2 separate regions of the Gossypium hirsutum genome follow, and region 2 is linked to region 1. Evidence: chromatin contacts called from public Hi-C data. All regions are on one chromosome and are shown on one strand. The core of a region is the stretch at or near the end of the contact, and the rest is flanking DNA. Distances in the headings are between cores, read along the strand shown.

Region 1 (3,322 bases), core at 614-3,113:
AACCATCTTATCAAGTCCCAAATGTCGAGCAAAAGCCATGGATTAAAGACAGGCCAACGCTCTTCAGCAAATGGTCTCAACTCGTGAGGAAGAACCGGTAATAGACATAAAACCATCCATTCTGGTTCTATATTTGTTCGAATAAAATGCTTAGCCAATTCCATGCGTCTAACCAAAAAATCCTTTCTTCTTCCAATTTTTCGATCTTCCCAGTCATTACCCGTGAGGCCCTCTTCTCCTCATTCTTTCCATTCTACCACCGACTTTCCCATTTCTTATTACAGTCCCACTATTGGATCTGTTGGTATTTTTACAAAAACTTGCATCAAAATTGACCTTCAGGATAGGACCTTTAGGGGGTTTCCATCAATTCAAATGTTTTTCCATCGGAGGATCCATCCTGCTCTGATGCATCGAGAGTTCCAAATAGTACCCCTTGAGAAAAGTAACCAATTCATCCACAATCTGTCTTTTTCCTTCATGTAAGAGTTTATTTCGAGAGAACCATAATGCTCATGTTGTAATTACAAATAATGTTCTTTTGTCTCCCGTATAAGTCTGGAAGATACTGCCAAAAAGACTATTTACATCAGAGACCTGAGTCGCATCCTAGGCGAAATCCAACTTCCCAAACACGTTATACACAAATGGACAGGCACAGATAGCATGGAAGACATCCTCCACCCCCACACCACAACGAGAACAAACTAGATTAGAAGCGACCCTTTTAATACAAAGATTATGCCTAGAGGGAATGTTATTTTTGAGAAATATCCAATTAGCAATTTTAATCTTTGAAGGCACTTGTAATTGCCAAATATTATCGTAAAGGGTTTTATCAGTAGGCTGTATTTCTGTACAATTATTACTCTGAAAAAGCCTATACCCAGACTTGACAGTATAAAAACCCGTATTATCCCAGCTCCAAACCAGCCTATCATCACTCAGCTCACTTGCTAAAGGAATACAGAGAATATCCTCAGTAGTCAGTCATCAAAGAAGGGACGAATCAAATTATCATCGAATCAAATTATCATCCCATTGTCTTTGATTTGGTAAAATAAGATCAACAACCATTTGTAAACCACTAACTGGAGGTGCTTGGATTTTGCGAGGTTCTGCCCTTGATATCCAATAATCCTCCCAAATACTCACATTATTCCCAGAACCAGTTTACCATTTAAAACCTTTTTCCAAAAGACCCCGAGCACTCCATATGCTACACCAGACTAAGGAAGGTTGGTTTCGTAACCTTGCTTTTAAAAAATCAGAATTGCAAAAATATTTAGCACATAACACTCTCGCCACGAGAGAGTTAGGATTCATCAAAATGGGCCATCCATGCTTAACCAACATAGCAATATTAAACTTTGCAAGGTCTTTAAACCCCGTACCTCCATTGTTCTTCGAAATGCAAAGGTCCCTCCACGAGCACCAGTGTATCCCTCTTCGATCCTTATCCTTTTGCCACCAAAACTTACTAATAATTGATTCCATATTATGACATAAAGATTTGGGCAGTAAAAAACAAGACATGTCATAAACAGGAATAACCTGTAAAATAGATATAATAAAAACCTCTTTACCTCCTTGTGATAATAGTTTCGAACCCTAACAACACGCTTCTGTATTTTATCCTTAATATCCTGAAGGATCAATCTTTTATTTCTACCAACAAAAGGAGGAAACCTTAAATACTTTCAGCACAAAAGGTACTCTGAAGATACAACTCCCTCGCGACCATTTCCTTAGCATTTTCGAAAGTATTACTACTGAAAAATATGGCCAATTTCTCATAATTGATGCCCTGACCCGAACAACTAGCAAACTCATCAATTATTCTTCTGATAGTGCGCACCGATTCAACCGTGGTTTGTCCAAAAATCAAACTATCACCCGCAAAGAATAGGTGAGTCAATGGTGGACTGCCTCTACTTGCCTTGATTCCTCTCAAAGTCCCTTCATTACAGGCCCTTTTCAAAGAGGGAGGAAAAACCCTGACTACATATTAAAAAAACATAGGGGCTAAAAGGATCCTCTTGGCGAAGCCTTCTAGATGGCCTAAAACAATCATCTTGTTTACCGTTAATGACAATAGAGTAGCTAACACTTGTAATGCAATTCATAATTCGGGACACCCAATCATCCTAAAAACCCATCTTCTTGAACATTTTCCAAAAAACCCCACTCCACCCTTTAATAGGGTTTGCTCATATCAAGCTTCAGAGCAAAAGAGCCTACTTTCCCGGTCCTATTATTTTTCAAACTATGGAACATCTCATAAGCAATAATAATATTATTAGAAATTAATTGCCCCAGGACAAAAGCACTTTGAGCTTCGTCGATACATAAATGTAGAACTTTCTGGAAGTTTGCAATTGTCTTAGAGACGATTTTATATATCACATTACACAAACTAATGGGAAGGAAATGAGCCATAGAGTTGGGAATATTACACTTTGGAATCAATACAATATTTTTAAAATTAATAACATCCATGGGAATTTCATTTTTGAGTGAAGTGTGACAATAGTCTATTATTTCAGACCCAATAATATGCCAAAACTTTTGGAAAAAAAGAGTTGGCATACCATCCTTTCTTGAAGCTTTGGTTGGATGCATTCATTTCGAAGCCACATAGATCTCTTCATCGGTAAAAGGTGATCGTAGTCAGGCATTCATCTCCTTTGTAATACACCAGGACACACCCTCAAGCAAACTATCACAACTGCCGACACCTTGTGAAGAGAACAAGTCAGCAAAATACCCACACGTTCTAAATCCTCTTGATCATATAAATTCCTACCATCCGGATCCTTCAAAGATTTAATTTTATTAACACGACGCCCCTTGGATGCGAAATTTTGGAAAAAAAAGACGTATTGCGATCCCCTTCATTCAACCAGTTGACTTTGGCTTTCTGTTCCCAGTACCGCTCTGCCTTATTAGCCTCTCAGTTAATCTTAAGCTTAGTGTCAACAATTTCCATTAAACATCATCATTGGGGTGCAACTCATAAAGTTCCTTGAGTCTCCTTTTCAGGCTAGCTTCATTTGTTTTATTTGCATGTTTCAATTGTGTTGCCCAAGACCATAATCCATCAACCATAGCTACAAGTTTCTCTAGCACTGACCCTACTGGATGACTTCATATTCTTTCCATTTCTTGTTCACATGAATCCTCCATGATCCAATGGGCCTCGAATTTTCATTTCTAAGGGTGATACTCCGCGTGAAAATCCTTTGCGTTAACAAGGACTGGGTAATGATAAAAAATAGAATGTAAAAGATGCATCACACTGACATTAGGGAATTTTCGTATC
Region 2 (3,064 bases), core at 168-2,667, 120 kb after region 1:
TCAGTATTGAAGCTCTATGAAGGGAGATATCCAAGTCGTAATGCGCAAAGGTCAGTGTAGTCGATCCCTGTAACATAGGAGACTTTTACTAATAAACTGTACTAATTGGCCCGACCAAAAATTCTAGAAAAAAATATGTAGATGGGCATATGAGTCTAGTTTCAGGGAAAAATTACGAAACTGATTTTCGAGTTGTGAAACTCAAGATATGATTTTTAAGGTGACAGTGACGCAGTTAGCCAACTGCCTGGAAATTTTTAAAATGGACTGCGATAGTAAGCGAAATTAGTCTGTGAACCCCCTCGTGTCCGACTCCGGCAACGGTCTCGGGTACGGGGTGTTACAGAAAAGAATATAAATTTTGAGTGTGTTTGGTTGGTAAGAAAAATGAGAGAAAACAAAATAGAAGAGATGATCAATTCTTGTCCTAATACATAAAAACTAATCATTCCAAATTTGAATGACAAGAGGATAGAAAATAAGAGATGTGTATGTTAGTTCAAATTTATGTATTCTTTAAATGTTTTATTTTATCTCCTTTCAATTTTCAACTCTATTAAAAAATGAGGAAAGAAAATTATTTTTCTTTTCATTTTTTCATCTTTCTTACCAAGCACATCTATGGAAAGAAAATTTATATTTTCCATCCTTTTAGTTGTTTACTGGTTCAATTTTTTATCCTTCCAATTTTTTTTCACTCTACTAAGCAAAGCCTTAATGTTTATAGTTTTTTTTTTCAATTTGGCCTTTATTCTATTTTTAACTAAATTTGGTCTTTTAACTAAAAAAAAAAGTCAAATTTGATATACCTTTGAAAAAGAGTTGAATTATTTCTTTAACAAAAATATTGACTAAATGATAATTTTTTAAACATGACAAACTTACGTAATAATGCACATGTACTTTTTGCTAGTTTTTTTTTTTTTGAATTTTTATGTTTATTTAATTTTAATTTTATTTAATTTTTTCAATTTTTTTAAAAAATTTTAAATTATTTATTAATATGACATATAAGATAAATAATGTCATGTCAGAATGAAGTATACATATATTTTTAGGTTGCTATGCCAACATCATTAAAAAAAATTAACTTTTTAGTTAGTATTTCTATTAAAATTAATATTATTTAAAATGTTAAGGATTAAATTTAACTAAAAAAATCAATTTAATAGATGTAAAAATTAAGAGTTAAGTTTATTATTTTACCAAATCATAAAAAAAAAACATAAGTCCTTCCCCCTTGACTTAGCTCTTGTCTTTGTTTTATCTAATCATTTGATTAAATACTAAATCTTAATTAATCAAGTCTCCCCTACTCTTAATTAATTTTCTACTCAATAAGTCATAACCCAACAAATCATCAACTAAACAGGGCCCACCCAGTTTACTTTTTTTATTTTTTTCTTTTTCAATTTTTTTCATCAGTTTTCTGCAGCACTCTTCTTTTTCTTATGCAGCCTTGTTATGAGGAAAAAATTCAGAGCTTGAATGTTAAAGATTTAAATTTTGATCATTTCCATTGAAGGGATTTTCTTTTTCATTTTTCATTAGTCAAATGTACATCAGGATCTGTGCTTTCTTTGTTTTACAAGCGTAAACCAACTTCAAGAAAGAGGTATGCTTTCAATGTTAAAAAGATGCTTGCTCTGTGTGTTTAAATGTGGATTTCTCAATACATTTTATATATTTTTAAAAAGTACTTTGCTGGGTGTTTTCTTTATATAAACTGGTTTTGTTGTTTTGAATTGGATTTAAGCATTGGGAAATGGTCCTGCTTTCAGGTGAATTTTGTGCTTTTGTTTTGTTAGTTCATAAGTATGGACTTGGGTAGTATTTGAATCATGTTTCTAATTGAAGTTAAGAACAAAAAATTCTTTATTTTTTACCTTGATTCAGTGAGCTTACATAACACCCTTTTCTTGATCTCATAGTAGCTCTTTTATACTCAGCTTTTGATATTGTTGGGCTCAAAACTCTTATCAAGCTTTCTTCAGCTACTAAATGAATAATTTGAGGTTTTAAGATTTCATTTTTTTTTTGTTTCTTTCCCTCTCTTAAGAAACAATGGAGCTGTGTATTATACTTTACACTTTTATCAAGCTTTTTTTTTATTCACAACCGTTTTCGTATAAAACTTTACTAGCTTTATTATTTTGTCATTCAAGATCACAGTGGTTATACGTGTGTCGTTTTTCATTGAGACCAGTAGATAAAATCCTTTTTTCAGTCCCCAAGCTATTATATTTTCTGATGAAGGGAAGATCTGATCTGATCTTTTATTTTATTTATATTATTTTATCTTTTGTTGGAAAGTCAGTCTAATATTTCCTTAGACTCTATGAGAAAAAAGTCATCATGGAAAATGCAATGAATGATATTTTTTCTAGAATAATTGATGTGTGTTCTTCCCATTGGCAATAGTCAGAAGCCTTTTGTTTTATACTTAAAATTAGAAAATATTATATATATTTAAATTGGAAATTTAGTCAAAGTGGATTTCCTTACATGGTAGGGAAAAAAGGCCAAGTTCCATGGTGGTGGCAAACTAATAATTTTCACAGCAGTGAATGTTTTTGTCTGTGTACGATCTTTCTGCTCGAGTAGAGAGTATGGGAAAAAGACAACACAATCAAATATGCAAACTTGTGTTTTTTAAAGGGCACTCTTGTACTAATTTTTAAAATTTTCTGATATGCTCCATGAAAAGCAGGTCAGATGGACACAACCTCAGTGAGTTGTCTTGTAAACAGTATATCTCGATTCATTCATCTGGTATCATGTCAGACAATAAAAGTTGCTCCTGTCGAAAAAGATTATAGGAACATGGTTATTGTGTTAAAACTTTTGAAACCACTGCTTGATGATGTTATTGAGTGCGAGATACCTTCAGATGATATCCTATACAAAGAGTGCGAAGAGCTAGATATGCTTGTTAATGAGGCTCGAGAATTCATGGAGCACTGGTGTCCTAAGATGAGCAAAATTCACAGGGTAAGTTTCATTTTAGTCTTTACTGAATACATTTTAGATATGCTTGATGAGCTAAGGATTGATGCTCAGTCAC

The links. A called contact is a pair of places that touch in the nucleus more often than the background predicts.
Region 2: a contact with region 1 is called in a Hi-C map of fibers, with 2.6 times the contacts expected there. The contact joins the promoter of LOC107954637 here to the enhancer-like site in region 1. A contact is called at or near these places in 11 of 34 Hi-C or Micro-C datasets (anther, callus, fibers and 3 more).

The regions. Positions count from the first base shown.
Region 1 is chrD07:27,210,213-27,213,534 of Gossypium_hirsutum_v2.1, forward strand. No RefSeq gene overlaps it. Among protein-coding and RNA genes, the nearest start is that of LOC107954609, 13 kb to the left of the region's middle. Within about 2 kb of position 1,864, at least 5 of the 9 cell types and tissues checked have an H3K27ac peak or open chromatin away from gene starts, as enhancers often do. A contact at or near this core is called in fibers, where this site is marked.
Region 2 is chrD07:27,334,876-27,337,939 of Gossypium_hirsutum_v2.1, forward strand. It overlaps LOC107954637 (U-box domain-containing protein 3), which reads left to right and starts at 1,418. Exons shown (of 5, transcript XM_016890252.2): 1 at 1,418-1,615; 2 at 2,708-2,991. The coding sequence starts at 2,716.